Linked DNA regions of Capsicum annuum: region 1 is linked to region 2. Evidence: chromatin contacts called from public Hi-C data. All regions are on one chromosome and are shown on one strand. The core of a region is the stretch at or near the end of the contact, and the rest is flanking DNA. Distances in the headings are between cores, read along the strand shown.

Region 1 (3,717 bases), core at 812-3,311, 120 kb after region 2:
AAGATAGGCCTACAATTGGTATTGACAAAGTGTAAAAGGACTCATGTTGCACCAAAGCTTTCTTGCAGCCATTTTGCTTGAATTTGCAGCCCAGCATCCCTCAGTGAATTAAAAGCTGACCTTTGAAGTCTCCCATCTAACTTAGTCCCTTCTTTCTTCATATTCTGCAAAAGACTAATCAAATCATCAACTCTATTCATCTTTGAGAAAACACCAACCATAATCCCAGCCATTGCCCTATCGAGTCTTCCACCGTTAAGTTTAAATTCTTGATAATATATCAAGCACTTGTCAAACTCCCTTGCCCTGCTATATGCAGTAATAATACTTGTGTAACTTACTCTGTCTGGAAATATCTTCCTTCTCTTCATTTCCTTCCATATTTTCTCCACTTGTCTTAAGTTTAGAACTTTTCCATGAATGTCCAAGAGAGCATTGTACACCCAAACATTTGGTTGACAACCTCTTTCTTTCATTTTCGCTACAAGTTTCATTGCATCTTTTGGCCTTCCTGTTTTGCCATACATTGCAATCATGCTAGAGTAAGCAACCACACATTTGTCAAACCCCTTTTGCTCCATTTCAGAAAATATTGTTTCTGCATTAGAATACAATCCCAGCCTACAATACAAGTTTAATACTGAGGCATATGCTACTTGACCTGGTTCACAGCCTTGTGAAGTAAGGTCTTCATACACTTTAACAGCAGACCTTAGACCTCTTTTTTTAGAGAATCCATTCACAATTGCACAAAATATGCAGTCAGACACTCGGATTTTCACCCGAGTCATCGTTGCAACAACATCAAGAGTCTTTTCCATACATCCCTCTTCAATGTACATCAACACCAGTTTCAAGAACAAAGCTGGATCCCTCAGCATTCTCTTGCCTTCAGCTTCTTCTACTAGCTCCTCAGCCATGTTCACTTCTCGAATGCTCGCGAATCCACAGATAAGTATAGAATAAAATGAATGATCTTCTTGAATTCCCTTCTTGGTCATGTCTCTGAAATACTCCAAAGCCTCAAAAGCACGGCCGGATTTCCCTAACGACTCACAAAGATTCTTGTATATCTGAGCATAATGAGGTGTTGACTCTACTCTCTTGCTCTCAAATTCTTCGAAAATCGCCACAACTTTGTCACAATGCCCCAATTTCATATGTGCTTCCATGATACTATAATAACAACCGGGGTCTAATACAAGTCCTGCAGATCTCATTCTCTCATACAACACAACAGTGCTACTATACATATGCAACTTATTATACCCTTTCATAGCACAATCAAAAGCCAAAACAGATATTTCTTTATCAACTACTATAAACAATTCAAGAAAACTATTTACAATCTTGAATTTTCTTGCTTTCATACAACTACTAATCAATCTATAACATGTAGAGCTATCAGGTAACACTTTCAAATTTCTCAAATCTTTTGACAATGAAAAAATTGCACCCCATTTGTTTGAATTCACTAAATACCTGATAAGAAGCTTTAGTGTTGGTTTCTCAAGTCTAAAGTCTTTATTAACCTTTGCTTTCTCATAGTAATCATATCCAAGTACTTGAGTTTGAGGATCTTTAAGTAAACTGCATATTACACCATTCAAATCCTTTGAATCAGACAAACAAGTAGTAGTAGTAGTAGTAGTAGTACCATTTGTTGTAGTTGTTGTACTACTACTACTAAAATCTTGAATTTGTTCCAAGTCCAATTCTATAACTTGGGGATTGTTTGAGGGTGTTTTTGGTCTTTTTTTTTCTTCTAAGACAGGAGAAGAACAACTAGAGGATTTTGCAACTACTAGAGTACTTGTTGAATTCAAGAAAATGTTTGAAAGAAAAGGTAAAGTTTTACAAGAAAAGCAAATTTTTGGTTTCAAGATTCTGTTTTTACAGTTAATACATGGAGGAAATGACCAATCTGAAGAAGTGGTAAAAGCCATATTGATGAACAAAGAAAAATGGAAACTGAAAGAAGAGATGAATTTGAGATTTTTGTGTATTTTTTTGCATTATTGTTATGTATGTACGTAGGTTAGGAAAATGTAAAAACATTATCAGTTCAAGATTTTGCCATGCATGTGTCTTGTATTGACCACTTATCCTTTGACGCGTGTGTGGTTCTTAACTTTAGACTTATCAATGTAGATTTCAGCCACATATGTTTTTTGTCTGAGAAAAATTGAGAATCAAGCAGCAAAAAGTTGAACTTACTCAAAGTGGTCAAATTAAAGTTATAATAAATTTTTGGCAACTCATCAATTTCAATTTTTCAACTCATCTGTTTAAAACTACAAAATTAATAGACATTATCAAATCAATATCAGACAAATAAATTCAAATAGAAGGAGGGTAATATAACATAACATTAAAAAATATATATATAGGAAGAAGGGTCAAATATACCCTTGTATTATTAGAAATAGACAAATAATTTAAATATACCCCTTGTTATATTTTCAATCCAAATATATCCTTTTCGTAATACTTTAGGTTCAAAGATACTCTTATCCTATTAGACATAGTTTAAATGTGTTATACTTTCAATCCAATATACCATCCCAATATACTTTGGGACCAAATATAGCCCTCCTTTATATTTTTGATCCAAATATATCCTCATTGTACTTTTATGCTGATTCAACCTTGGACTATATTTGGACCCAAAGTATATAATGTGTATATTTGGACTTAAAATATAATGAGTAGTGTATTTAACCTATTTCTAATAGTAGCGACTAGCGAGGTATATTTCGTAAGAATCTAATCGTCAACTATGGTCTTATTGACAAATCCAGACCAAAGTAGCATGTATGACTAAAATACTACCAATCATTCTTGTGTGTGGAGATAGGAATAGTGCTGCTATAAAGCATATATCTGTAATCTTGTAGACTTGTAGAGAAGTACAGAATAAAACCATATGATTTGCACATTCATGTTTCTGTTTTATTTTGTATATGATTTGCACATTCATGTTTTCTGTTTTATTTTGTACGTGTATAGCTCAGCTTGTATCATGTAATCAGTAAAACAAAGTGTTGTGATATTTCAGTAACTAGAGAATTGGAGGATCAAAGTCACTCAAAACTTATCAGATAAATAAGTAAACATCTATTTTAGTTGGAATTTTTGTTCCTGGTTTTGTTTAATCTCCTGAGATCTCCTGTACTCAAAGTGGCATATTATCCAACTAGTTTCCTATTGGTATTAATCCAAACAAAAGTTGATTTGATACAGAACAAATTGACAATCTGAGTAACATTTCTTAATTTTTATGACATATAGAACAATTCTTACATAAGTATTTTGTTAAATTTTAAAAACTTCTGTATTTTCTGGTAGCTTTGCCGTAATCTTACATGGGCTTTATTTGTATAGGAGCCCATTGCTGCTGTTGCATTCTGTTCTTCATCTGTTCTTCGTTTGTGAAGGGAAGCCTTGGAGTAACTCGTAAAGTTGTTGTCATGTGACCAGAAGGTCGCGGGTTCAAGTCTTGGAAACAATCTCTTGCAACGCAAGGTAAGGCTGCGTATAAAAGACTCTTTTGGTTAGACCCTATACATAACCGGGAGCTTTAGACCACTGCGATATCGTTTTTTGTTACCTTTCTTTTGAGATTTAAGTCAACTTGCAGAGTCTGGCGTTCAACATTTCTTTGTTCTATGCATTTCTAAGAAATAATCAGTCTTTAACTACCTTGTATTTTATTCA
Region 2 (4,109 bases), core at 1,020-3,519:
CCACCTTTTACATTGGCTTTATTAATGCAATGATCAGGAAATGCTTGATAACTAAACCAATTCACTTGCAATGAATTTGTAGTACGACTTGTACTTCTATCTTCCTCCTCTGCAAAGCCAAACAAGTACATTCAAGCGTTGCAAGTGTAAATATTATCCCACATGGTTCTTCTACTCTTGTACTACTAATATACAGGGCAAAAGGTCTGGGTCGGCCCACGGAACCGCCTGCCCAACCTGTTAAAAGAGAGCCCTAACATTGGCTTCATCAGTGCAATGAGAAGGGAATGCTTGATAACTATAGGGTTTTGTTTGGGGGGGGGGGGGGGGGGGGGGGGATTAACTTATTTCTAAAGTAAAATATTTAGGAAAATAGTGTTATATAATTCTTAAATTGCATGAAGTTACTATTTTCCAAAAAAAAATAAATCTTAAATTGCATGTATATAAAATGCGACGTTTGACTATGGTCCTTTGTCTTGAGCTGGGGATCTATCGGAAACAACCTCTCTACTTCTTCGGAGGTAGTGGTATGGACTGCGTACATTCTACCCCCAGACCCCGCTAAGTGGGAATATGCTGGGTTTGTTGTTGTTGTTGTTGTTGCATGTATATAAAATGTGAATTTCAGAAGCCTAAAGGCAAAATCCACACAAACTTCCAATAATTTCACGAATAGGTGGACAATTTTCCATTATGTTGTTTTTTTCTCAAAGTTGTGACTTCTCCATAAAGATAGCCCTTTTCCCTTGGCAATAATGACAACATAGTCACAATAGTGCAGCAGCTGGAGTTCCTACTTATGACATCAAGTTTTCTTGATCGTCGTAAGCCAAAAAATCAATGACCAGCTGGTTTAACAAATTCTGACCCCATCTTTCAAATATTTGAATTTTGAGACCCCGCCCTTTTGGGTGTCTATTCATTTGGATGGCAAGTCTGATACAGGCAAACCAACTGTCATAAGCTCGGTAGCTGCTACCTTGGTTGAGTTGAGTTGTATTAATTTCGAGTAACAGTGGTATCCAAGCAAAGCTTGTGCATGGGTCGGTTATTCCATTGGGTACCTTCTACCTCCCACCAGCGCAGGTACGGGTAATTCTGCCTACGAAAGTTTAGGCAGATGAGAAGAAATCACTTTACATTTTTTATATTTGTGGTTATCCTTAGTTTTCATCCACTTCAATAACCCGTGGGCCACATCTTGGATTTTGGTATAGTTGAATTAATATCTACCATACCTGAGGTAATAATTCTTGAACTACATATGTAACCAGAAATATTTGATTACTAATATGAAGAATTTTTTGTGGTCAGTTGAGTATCTGCTGAACCTTGAAGTCCTTAAGTTTTTTATTATATGTTCTGCCAACTAATAGATTTCCAACATGATATGCAGTCCTTATAAAAAAGAAAGGCTCCTAATATGGCATTCTGAACTAACTTCTTGCTTTGGCTATTTAATTTTTGCAGCACTTCATATGGCTTCAGCAAATGGGCATCGTAGCATCGTAGAATATCTTATTCGTAATGGAGCGGTGAGTCAACTGCCCCACTTATTTGCATTATAGATATCTGACATATTTACTGCCTGCTGGTTTACAGTCTTGTTGATATGATCTAACAGCCTATTTAACGACTAATCCTCAGTATCCTTTTCGCTGAAGAAAACTGTGTTGTACATACGAGTGCATTTCTGATTATTGGGCAAAAGTTTTTTTTTTGTAAACTTTTAATCGGACATCGGGGGCCTATCTGACTATCAAAATTTATTCTCTTTGCGGTGGATCTTTAACTTCTCTTATTCTTTGATATGATTAGATACACATTGAGTGATGAAACGTGATTTATCTAATTCTTGGTAACAGGATGTAAATGCTTCCAATGTGGAGAAAAATACACCTCTTCATTGGGCTTGCCTAAACGGACATATTGAGGTAAATTTGGCTTTAATCTTGGATTCAAGTCCCTAGCATCCTGTAACTGATATGACGGCTTGTCAGGTAGTGAAGAGCTTAATCCTTGCTGGTGCCAATGTCTCAGCCTTGAATAGGTGCTGTATTTTAACTTTACAGATTTGCAGATCAAGTATGTTTTTGCTGCTTCTGCTTGTGATTCTTCTCTTCCCTGAATTTTGTTTTTCTGTCGTTTTAGCCATGAGAGGACTCCAATCGACGAGGTTGTGACTAGGGGTAAAATGAACATCATCGATGCTATCAACGAGGCAGTAGCACGACTTGAACTCGCTGGCACAACGGTATCGTAAGAAAGTCAAATTTTATGGCACCATCTTGTGCATTTTTCATGCGAGGACGCAAAAGTCTTACTGGTGGTTACTATGTTCGATGTTTCCTAGTAACTTAAAATAGCCTCTTACAAGTATTATTAAAAATTTGAACTTCAATGTTATCTGATATCAGTTTGGTGACTGAGTTGACAATGGCTAATGATGCGTACTCCAATATGGACAGATTTTCTTTCATTAGTTTTGTAACTTAAAAGGTGGATCCTTGGCAAAGCAACTATTATTTGATTATGAGCTCTTGCACAATTTGTTCCTAATTCATGTCTCAGCAATTTAAACTTTTCCAGTTTCGTTTTGATCAAACAATGCTTCTGTATTATCTTAAGGGGTTGTTTGTAGAGTGCATTTGGAAAAAAAAAGGCGCGCATTAGCATTGAGTATTAATATGCATTAGCATAGTTAAGACTCAATTGACCTTTAAAACCTTTTCCACACAATTTCCACTATGTTTGTGGAGAGAATTTTTGTAGACAAATAATTTTTTAAAAGGTTATGCAGTGCATGTTATTTGTAATACGCTAAACCAAACAATATATAAGGATCTTAGCATAACTAATACTAACATTATTCATATTTAAAAGAAAACATTACTTGGGAGACCAACAAAATTCAACACGACTTATAGTTGTTTAAAGACACATCTGGAAACATCTAACCAACCTTTAGAGACACGGATTCATAATTTAAACTCGATGGATTCAGTTTTTCTATTCTCGCATTCATAAAACGCTGTTGACCTTCTCAGCTATGTACCTGAACAATACTAGTATACTCTCAAAGTTCTGCAATTTGCTTTCACTCATTAGGTTATGTATGTATCATTTGGACAACTTATTGAAATATAATACACGACAATACTAGTGATTTTAGAGGGATTGCAGAGTTCACTACATAAATTCGGGACAAAATTAATTGTTTTAATTCAGTACCAAATTAATTGTTTTTTTGGTGTTGGAGTAAAAGAGTTAACAAAGTATATAATATGATGATATGGGAAGAATAATCGTTTTACTTTCTTTTCGAGTTTGTGTTGTGAGAAAACATCCAGATCAGTTTAGCCCCTCTGTAAAACAATCATAAGGGACTGAATAACTTGAATGTACTCATATTCTTATTTTGGTTTGATTTAGAATTTAGAAAACCAAAAATCAAGAACCCAAAAAAATTTAATCGTACTTTTGTTTTACTACTTTGATATTCCTATAAAAATGTAAAAGGGGTGGCTATTTATAAACCAACAAACTTACTCCCTAAGGTTGTTATCAAATTGCACAAATAACTTTGGTCTTCAAATCCAAATTGAATAAGTAACTCTTGGTGTCCAAATTCAATTTGACTACTAACTATTATCTCTCATTAATGACATTTCACATACATATATATGTTACATGACATATATAACAAGTAGTAATATTAGGTTCAGAATAGAGTTTGAGGTTACCACTTTCTGTTAGAATTAATTACATTCAAACTTTCATTATAATTTAATTTATATGTTATTTTGGATATATATATATATATATATATATATATATATATTGGTTGATCAAAATATCCTTCATATATTGAACGACTCTTTTTAATTTGGACACGAGGAAACAGTTGTAATTATACACATTTAAGAGAACAAATTGTACTTCTCCGTCCCAAATTACCGGTCCCAAATTGAGATGACACATTAATTAAGAAAAATAATTAATAACATGATTAGTTTACCATAGTGCCCATATTAAATGATGTTTACATTTTAATTTGAAAAAAAAATAATTAATGCAAAGGGTAAAATAAAAAAAAATTTGTCTCT

The links. Hi-C and Micro-C count contacts between places; a contact is called where the count stands out from the background.
Region 1: a Hi-C map of leaf shows a contact between it and region 2, with 1.8 times the contacts expected there. The contact joins the promoter of LOC107870454 here to the enhancer-like site in region 2. A contact is called at or near these places in 2 of 5 Hi-C or Micro-C datasets (leaf and placenta).

The regions. Positions count from the first base shown.
Region 1 is chr5:23,987,386-23,991,102 of UCD10Xv1.1, forward strand. It overlaps LOC107870454 (pentatricopeptide repeat-containing protein At5g13770, chloroplastic), which reads right to left and starts at 2,062. Exons shown (of 1, transcript XM_016716988.2): 1 at 1-2,062. The coding sequence starts at 1,946. The coding sequence ends at 42.
Region 2 is chr5:23,862,387-23,866,495 of UCD10Xv1.1, forward strand. LOC107870449 (ankyrin repeat domain-containing protein 54) reads left to right here. Exons shown (of 7, transcript XM_016716982.2): 4 at 1,474-1,538; 5 at 1,869-1,937; 6 at 2,004-2,053; 7 at 2,155-2,562. The coding sequence ends at 2,266. Among protein-coding and RNA genes, the nearest start is that of LOC107870449, 7.3 kb to the left of the region's middle. Within about 2 kb of position 2,270, at least 2 of the 5 cell types and tissues checked have an H3K27ac peak or open chromatin away from gene starts, as enhancers often do. A contact at or near this core is called in leaf, where this site is marked.